2 separate regions of the Canis lupus genome follow, and region 2 is linked to region 1. A link is a contact called in public Hi-C data. All regions are on one chromosome and are shown on one strand. Each heading gives the region's core, a stretch centred on a gene start, on an enhancer-like site or on the middle of the called end of the contact. The rest is flanking DNA. Distances are from core to core; before and after follow the strand shown. Region 1 holds the start of MAN2A1 (alpha-mannosidase 2). Region 2 holds the start of PJA2 (E3 ubiquitin-protein ligase Praja-2).

Region 1 (4,091 bases), core at 1,297-3,796:
GGAGCCTGCTTCTCCCTCTGTCTGTGTCTCTCATGAATAAATAAATAAAATCTTAACAAAAAAAAAAAAAAAAAAAGAGTATGGTGGTAACAGAGGGTGATTGTGCTGGGTTTTGAAGAGAATGTGAATTCCCTCTCAAGGCACTGCCCCCTCCTGGGGGTGGGGTGGGGATTGTAACAAGTTTTCAAGCAGAGGAAGCCCACCTCCTCAGACACTGGAGGGCAGTGTGCTTCCATGGTGGAGAGGCCCAGGATGACTTAATGGTTCATGATCACCAGTTTCATCTGGGTGCAACACATCCTGACTTTTGAAGTCTTATTATTGAATCATCAGTGCCTGAACTTTTTCACGAGAAACCTGGCACATCTGTGAATTCAAGTTGTAATTCAGTGACTGAAAAAAAAAAAAAATCAAAATTTCGTGTTTGGTCTTCAGAAAGACCTCTGTTGTTGTTGTTGTTTTATCTGCAGTACATAGGAGCCTCTTCTAGAATTGTCACAGAAGCTCTCCGGTTCTCATGCCACCACATTGGTCTGTGCTTGTTTCTCTTTGTAGGTACTCAAAGGAACTCGAAAGAATCCATCTCATCTCAAGCCACAGTCCTTAGAGTCGCCTTACAGCCGTTGACAGTCAAATGTGGCTGCCACTCGGCCCCCGCAAGGCACGTGCTTCATTTGGTCCTTGATCACAATCAGCCACAGGCAATTGATTAATTGGCAATGGCCTGTGTGCCACGACGCCCTTTGGCAAGGAGGTCAGCACTGAGCTCAAGCCAAAGGCCCAATGCAAGCAAACTCCTAACCCCATCTTTCCAAGGCTACCTCTTAGACTTACAGGTAAAGCTTAAGAGAAATAAAAAGGCTTAAGCCACATGATTATAGACCCTAACAGGATGAATGGGGGAAGACGGCCCTAGAGAACATACAAACAGGGGTTCTAAGGAGCTGCCCTCGTAAGGAACCCCAGGGCTGGTGGGGGTGTGTGTGGAGCTCCCCAAGAGGAGCCGCCCAACCCCTCCCAGACCCTCCTGGGGAGTCGGCTCCCTGGGGCTCAGCGAAGGGCAGCCCAGCAGCACCTGCGGAGCCCCGCCCTGGGGAACCTCTATGAACCTGGCCTCTGGGAAGCCCGGGGGTGGGGTGGGGGAGCTCCCTCCGCAGGAGCAGCAGCGTTAGCGGTGAGGAGGGAAACCTGGGCCCGGGCTCGCCGCGGTGCACCTGCCCACACCTGCCCGCACCTGCCTGCACGCAGGCCGGCCGCCGAGCAGCAAGCAAGCAGCAGGCGCAGCCGGGCTTCCCGGAGCGGCTCTCCGGCGCCCTCTCCCGGCACAGCTGCGGCGCGGCGGGCGAGGGGAGACTTACTCGAGCGGGCCCAGCTGCATTTGCTCGGCGCAGTCAAGAAGGGCGGGCAGCCCGGGGCGGGGGGGCCGCGGCCGTGGGGAGGTCCGCGGGGGCAGCGCGGGCGGGTCCGACTGCACGCGAGCGCGCGCTCCGGGGGTGCCGCTGAGGCCGCAGCAGGCGCGCCAGGCCCGGGGCGGAGGGAAGGAAGCGGGAGAAGGCCCGCCCCCATCCCCCACCCCCGTCCCCATCCCCCATGCCCCTCCCTCCCCGGGGCCGCCGCCGCCGCCGCCGCCGCACAAAAGCCGTCCGAGGTCTGCTCCCCGCCGGGGCGCTGGGGGCGGGGCCTAGGAGCGGCGCGCCGTGATTGGCCGCCTCAGGCCCCGCCCCCGGCCGACGCGTCGGAGGGGGCGGGGCCAGCCGCCTGCTCGGCTGCGGGGCTGCGGGCGCCCATTGACCCGGCAGCCGCCTCGCCGCGGCTGCTTCCTCCTGCGCGGCGGGCGGAGGGCGGAGGGCGGGAGCCGGGGACGCGGCGCACCTTCCTTCCGCGGCGGCCGCCGCCATCGTCCGCTGCGTGCGGGGCGGGAAGCGGGCGCGGGCCTGCTGGGGTCTCGTGCTCGGCTCGGGGGCGCTGCTTCCGCTCGCTTCGCCGCCCGCCTCCCCCTGCGCCCTTCATTCCCCCCGCGCAGCCCGGTCCCGTTTCTGGAGAGGCAGTGGCGGTGGCCGTGGGGCGGGCGCGGTGCGCGTCCCGCCGAGCCGCGGTTCCCCTCGCCGCCGGCATCAGTCCTCGGCGCACCCCTGCGCACCCCGGTCCGGTTGCCTGGGTCGGGCCGTCACGCGGCGCTAAGTTGCGCTTCCCGGCCGCTTCCCGCTTCCCCGCGTCCCCCTCCGCCCCCGCTCCCGCCGCTCCCGCCGCCGCTGCCCGGAGCCCTCAGCCCGCTCGCCCGGGGACCCGCCCGCCCTCCTGCCCGAAAACTTTTCCTGCCGCCCCGGCGCGGGCGGCGGCGCCAGGAAGTGCGGTCGGCGGCCGCTCCCCGCTCCCGGGCCAAGTTTGCGGGGCCCCCGGGGCTGCAGGCCGGTCCCGCCCAGCCAGGGCCGCCCGGCCGAGCGCGCGGGGAGCCGCACCCGCACCCGCACCGGTACCGGCACCCGCAGCCGCAGCCGCCCGGGGCGCAGGACGGTGCCCGGGCCCCGCGTCCATCGAGGAAACCATGAAGTTGAGCCGCCAGTTCACCGTGTTCGGCAGCGCGATCTTCTGCGTGGTGATCTTCTCGCTCTACCTGATGCTGGACCGGGGTCACCTGGACTACCCCAAGGGCCCGCGCCGCGAGGGCTCCTTCCCCCAGGTGAGCCCCGGGCCCCGCCGCCGGGCGTGGGCTGCCCCGGCCGCCCCGCCGCGCCCCCGCGCCCCCGAGCCCCCGCCGCCCCGCGCCCCGGCCCGGAGAGCTCGACCTGGGGCGCGGAGGGGGGCCCGAGCCGCCGCCTCCCCGCTCCGCTGCGCCCGGACGACGGCGGCCGCCCCCCGGGGGAGCCCCCTCCTCCGCGTCCTCCGCCCTTCTCCCCCTCCCTCCCCCCCTCCTCCCCGTCCTCCTCCCTCCATGGTCTCCTCCCCCTCCTCGTCCTCCTCCCTCCATGGTCTTCTCCTCCTCGTCCTCCTCCCCCACCCCCTCCTCCTCTCTCCCCGTCCTCCCCCGTCCTGCTGCTCCTCCCCCCTCTCCCTCCCTGCCCCCCTCCTCCAGCCCCCTTCCTTCCTCCTCCTCCCCCTCTCCCTCCTCGTCCTCCTCCTCCCCCCCGCTGCAGCCCTCCGTCCTCCTCATCCTCTCCCTCCTCCCTCCTCCTCCTCCCCTCTCCGCCCCCCTCCTCCTCCAGCCCCCCCCCTCCTCCTGCTCCGCCCCCCTCCACCTCCTCCTACCCAGGGGCGGTGGCCCCGGTGCCCGCGCTCGCCCCGGGGCCCGTGGGGTGGCGGCGCGCACCTGCCGGACCCCCCCACCCCGGGGGCGGCCGCGGAAACGGGGTCCCGCACACCCCCGTCGGCTCCGCGGCGCCTCTCTCCACGGTCTGGAGGAGGAAGCAAAAGTTTATTCCCCGCGGCAGAGCCCGGGCTGGGGCCGGGGCCGGGGCCGGGCCGGGGTCGGGGGCTGGGGCCGCTGCCCGGGGCTGCTGTGCGGCCGCCGGGGGCCCGCTGCCGGGGCGCTGCCATACCCCGGCCCGAAGCTGCGGGGCGCTCGGCCTGCGCCCTGGGGCGCGCGCTCCCTGCTCGCGGAACCACCCGCCCGAGGTCTCTCCTGTACACGAAGTTGCTCAAAATAAGCAAGCAGGCACCGGTTCTGTCTGCAAGGATGCGCTGTCAGGGCCTTGACCCATCATGACCTGTGCTCTCCAGAAATCCTCGTAAAACTGGGTGCCCTGTGATCACCCTCTGGGGTGAATGGACCTGCAGGACTCCAAACCGGCTCCATCTCACCACTTGATCCAGACATACTGCACAAGTTGCCTGGGTCTGTCTTTTTTTTTTTTTTTGGTGGCAGTGTAAGCGACCAGAGAGCCTCCTTGCCATTCGCTGTCGTGATGTGCGAGGGCACAAGGCCGCAGTTTAACGCAAACTAAACTCCTAAACTGTGTCAGAGTTCTGAAAGTGAAAAATGACCTCATGGTGGATGCCCGTGGTCCCTCCGGAGCCCTCAAAGTACCTCGCAGGTGGAAAGTATTACAGATGTTGTTGTAAACATGTCTCAACATTGTTAAAAGCTTTTTCTT
Region 2 (4,102 bases), core at 293-2,792, 230 kb before region 1:
TTTATATGTATGTGTTTAAAAATGCGTTTCTAAAAATGCCCAGTAAATGGCTAACTTCAGAGACTGGAGTAGGACAGGAGGATGACAAGTGTCCAAGTCTTGCTCCATAGGCCTTTTCCTTATATTGTCCAATTTTACATCGAGCTTGCGTGTCTGGGGCCAATATTCAGGACTTAGAGTCATCTCCTATAAAAATGGGATGGATGCTATGAGACAAAAAACAAAACACAAAAAAACCTACAAATCGTTAACACGCTTCTTTCTGTTATTTTCATATTTATTGACATGCTCTTGGAATGATCTGGAGTCCTCGGCAGAGGGGACTGCCATTTTAAGGAAATTTGACCAAATAGGTCATGATAAAAAAAAAAAAAAAAAAAGCAAATACAGAAAGCCTTAAAAAAAACAAACCTACATAAACATAAAGTTCACAGAGGCAGCAGACTCAAAGCAGGGCCCGTGCATACGGGAAGCAAAAAAAAAAAAAAAAAAAAAAAAATTTAATGCCTGGCGAGGGAAGTCTCCTCAACAGATTATTCTTCCTTTTTGCAAAAAAAAAAAAAAAAAAAGAGTATTTTACGTCCTCCCTTTTTTCTTCAACTTGGTCCTCGGGCGGCTTTAAACTCGGCATTTCGAAGGTGCGCAAAATGATTTAGCAAGCAGCCATCCGCGGGAGGCCGGCCTCCAGGCGGCGGGCGGCGGGCGGGGGAGCGCGGCCTGACACTGCGAGCGGCGGGGGCACCGGGGGGCACGGGGGGGCACGGGGGGCACCGGGGGGGGAGCTGGGGAGAAGCTGGGGGGCGGGGGGGCACCGACGGGAGCTGGGGGAGCATGGGGGGGCACGGGGGGGAGCGGGGGAAGCACTGGGGGAGCTAGGGGGAGCACCCAGGGGAGCACTGAAGGGAGCACCAAGGGGAGATGGAGGGAGCTGGGGAGCACGGAGGAGCACCGGGGGAGCACCGGCGGGAGCACGGGGGGAGGAGCTGGGGGAGCACGGGGGGGGCTCGGGGGGGCACGGAGGGAGCACCGGCGGGAGCACGGGGGGAGCTCGGGGGGACGGGCCGCGCGGGGGTCGGCGCGGCCGAGGGCCCCGGGAGGCGGGCCGGCCCGGCGGGGAGCGGCCGCAACGGCAGGCGGGGCGGGGGCGGCGGGGGCTCCGCGGGCCGCCGGGCAGCACTCGGCGGCGGCGGGGGCCGGGGCGGGGGCCGGGGCCGGGCCCGTGGCGCCGCCAACCCCACCCACCATGGCCGGCGGCGGACGCAGGCCCCGCGCCTCCCGCGCCTCCCCCGCCCCCCCGCGCCCCCGCCGCGCCGCCGCCGCCGCCCTCGCCCCGACCCCCGCGCTCCCCGCACCACTACAGCTCGGCCTGAGGAAAGAAAAGGAAATACGGCTCACCCTACAGTGCAGCGGCCCCGCAGCGACGGCAGCGCCCGAGCCTCAGCGCCACCACCGCCTTCTTCTCCGCCTCCGACTCCTCCCCCGCGGAACGCGCAGCGGCGGCAGCGGCGGCGGCGGCGGCGGCGGCGGCGGCGGCGGAAGCAGAGGCGGCGGCGGCCGCGCGTCCCGCCCCCAGCGCCGCGGCGGAGGCGGAGGAGGCGGGCACGCAAGCCCCGCCCCCGGGCGGTGCCGGCCAATCGGCGCCCAGGGCCTCTGCAGGAAAAGTCCACGCGCCCAATGGGGACCCGGGGAGTGGGCTCACGTCACCGGTTGGGACGTGGCAGAGAAAGGGGAAGGGACTCGGCCCGAGCCGGCGCCGCAGACCGCCCCGGGCCAGGAGGGCGCCGCCGATTGGCCGGCGGGCGGGAGGCTGCGGCTGCGCTCCCCGGCCCGGCCGAGGCCCCTGCGGCACTGCGACGCGCGGGGTGGGGCGGGGCGGGGCGGCGCGGGGCGGGGCGGGCTCGGCGCGCGGCCTTTTGTGGTTCGGGCCGCGAGACAGGGCGGGGCCTCCGCGATGGGGCGGGAGCGCCCGGGCTGCAGGGACCCCGACGCCGCCCCGGCCGCGCGCTCCCGCTCAGCGCTAAGCCGCGGAGGCCTGGGCGCCCGGGTGACCGGCTCGGGCTGGAGGCCAGCGCGCTGCCGCTCGGAGCCGGGCGGGGCGACAGCGAGCGCGGGCACGGCCGCCCCCCGCCCCCCCTCCCCGCGCGCTCCGCGGGCCCCGCCCCCACCCCCCCCCACCCCACCCCAGCCCCCCCTGCGGGGACGCTCGGCCGCCGCGCATCCGCACCAGGTGGGGGGGCGGGGGCGGGGCACTCGGCCTCCCAACCCCTCCCGGCCCCCCCCTCCCCCCCCCCCTCCTCCCCTCCCTCTGCCCCGCCCCCTCCCCGCGGGGACGCTCCGGCCGCCGCGCATCCCTCCAGGTTGGGGGAGGCGGAGACGGGGCACTCGGCCTCCCGCTCCCTCCCCATCCCCTCCCCATCCCCTCCCCATCCCCTCCCCTCCCTCCTCGGCCTCGCCTCTCCCCTCCCCCTCCCCGCGGGGACGCTGCGGCCCCCTGCGCCCCCCGCCCAGGTGGGGACGGGGCACTCGGCCTCCTGCCAGCCCCCCTCCGCCCCCAGCCCGGTCCTGACCCCCCTCCCACTTTGCACCGGGAGGCTCGGGGGCTGTGCAGCCCAGAAGGACCAGCTCCCATCACCTGCCCGACGGTAAATACAACAGCTGTAGTCCCGGGGCCTTCTGCTTAACTTAAACACGGGTAACAGTTGACTGAATCATGCCGTGATGCTCAGTGGTTTCTTCGGCCCGCACACCTCCTTTTTTTTTTTTAATTTTGTTTTTCCCCCCCCTCTCCTGAACGTGTCTGCTTCTCCGGTTACGGTCCTGCTCTCCTCCCACCTTAGTCCCCAACCCAGCCCCCTCCGCCCCACCACGTACCCGCCCGGGGCTCGGGTATATTGATCGCATCCCTCTCCCCAAGAACGAAGAGCCCCACTTCTTTTTTTTTTTTTTTATAGAAAGACTATTTATTTATTTATTTTTTGATAATAAATTTATTTTTTATTGGTGTTCAATTTGCCAACATACAGAATAACACCCTGTGCTTACTTCTTGCGCTGCCCCTGGCAACTGCAAAATCTGCCGAGAACCGGGACTTTTGTGATTAAAACAAATTATCCAAGGTTTACTATGAGAACTTCAGTTACGACGATTTGCTATATAGATATTTTGTGAAATCAAATCTAATTCTCAGCCCACCCTTGTAGTACTGTTGTTTTTTTTGTTTTTTTGTTTTTTTTAATCCAAGAAAGCATTTCCCACTTGGTATTTCTCTGCTTTACACATGTTGCTCTAGAAGCTGTGGCTCTTTTTCCATCCAAGTCTTTCCCTCTTGGAAACACAATTTATATTTTAATCACACTTCCCTAATCTCCCTTTGGGATGTTGCATATTGATCCATTTGGATATACTAATATGTTGGTTAGGGCAAGGTTTCTCAAATTTCAATCTTTTTCATACCATATCTGTGTATACGATTCACAGTATTATTTACTATTTTCTTTAAATAAATGTATTTTTTCTTCAATTTCTTTAAGAGGGGAAACTTTGTAAAAGGACTATGATGGAAAACCCCCATCATCCACCTAGGTTGAAAGTAACCATAAGAAAAGTGGACGAAACAATCTTTTAAATGACAGCTAGAAACTGTTGCCTACTAATGTCTCTGAGCCTAAACTCTAAACCTGTTAAAACAGGGAGGTTACCAAGCATAAGAAGCTTGGTATTGAAGATAAGCATGCAAATGGCATTTTTATTATGATGTAATCAAAAGATAGAAAAATAGAGCTAAAATAGGAATCACTTTCTCGCTATACGAGTCATTGTTTTTAATCTTGCATGCATGTTCCAATTGAAGTCATCCAAGGCATTAGGGTCTATGTTACTCTTTGGGAAACACTGCCATGGAGGCTTAAAGCATGTATTCTAGAATCAAACAGACCATATTCTTATAATAATTCCTGCGTTTATGTCTGTGTGCCTCTGGGCAACCTATCTACCTCTCTGGCCTTGATTTCCAATTTAAATATGGGGAAAGCAATAATGTCTACTCATGAGTCATCGAATACATTAAAAAACCTAATAAAGGTAAAAGCATATCATACCTACC

What was found. A called contact is a pair of places that touch in the nucleus more often than the background predicts.
Region 2: a contact with region 1 is called in a Hi-C map of blood, with 3 times the contacts expected there. The contact joins the promoter of PJA2 here to the promoter of MAN2A1 in region 1. A contact is called at or near these places in 3 of 9 Hi-C or Micro-C datasets (amygdala and blood).

What each region holds. Positions count from the first base shown.
Region 1 is chr3:2,503,758-2,507,848 of UU_Cfam_GSD_1.0, reverse strand. MAN2A1 (alpha-mannosidase 2) reads left to right here and starts at 2,546. Exons shown (of 22, transcript XM_038532169.1): 1 at 2,546-2,680. The coding sequence starts at 2,546. It overlaps LOC119870980 (a long non-coding RNA gene), which reads right to left and starts at 2,886. Exons shown (of 3, transcript XR_005356543.1): 1 at 2,787-2,886.
Region 2 is chr3:2,730,575-2,734,676 of UU_Cfam_GSD_1.0, reverse strand. PJA2 (E3 ubiquitin-protein ligase Praja-2) reads right to left here and starts at 1,542. Exons shown (of 10, transcript XM_038532170.1): 1 at 1,396-1,542. It overlaps LOC102155937 (a long non-coding RNA gene), which reads left to right and starts at 2,496. Exons shown (of 9, transcript XR_005356539.1): 1 at 2,496-2,642.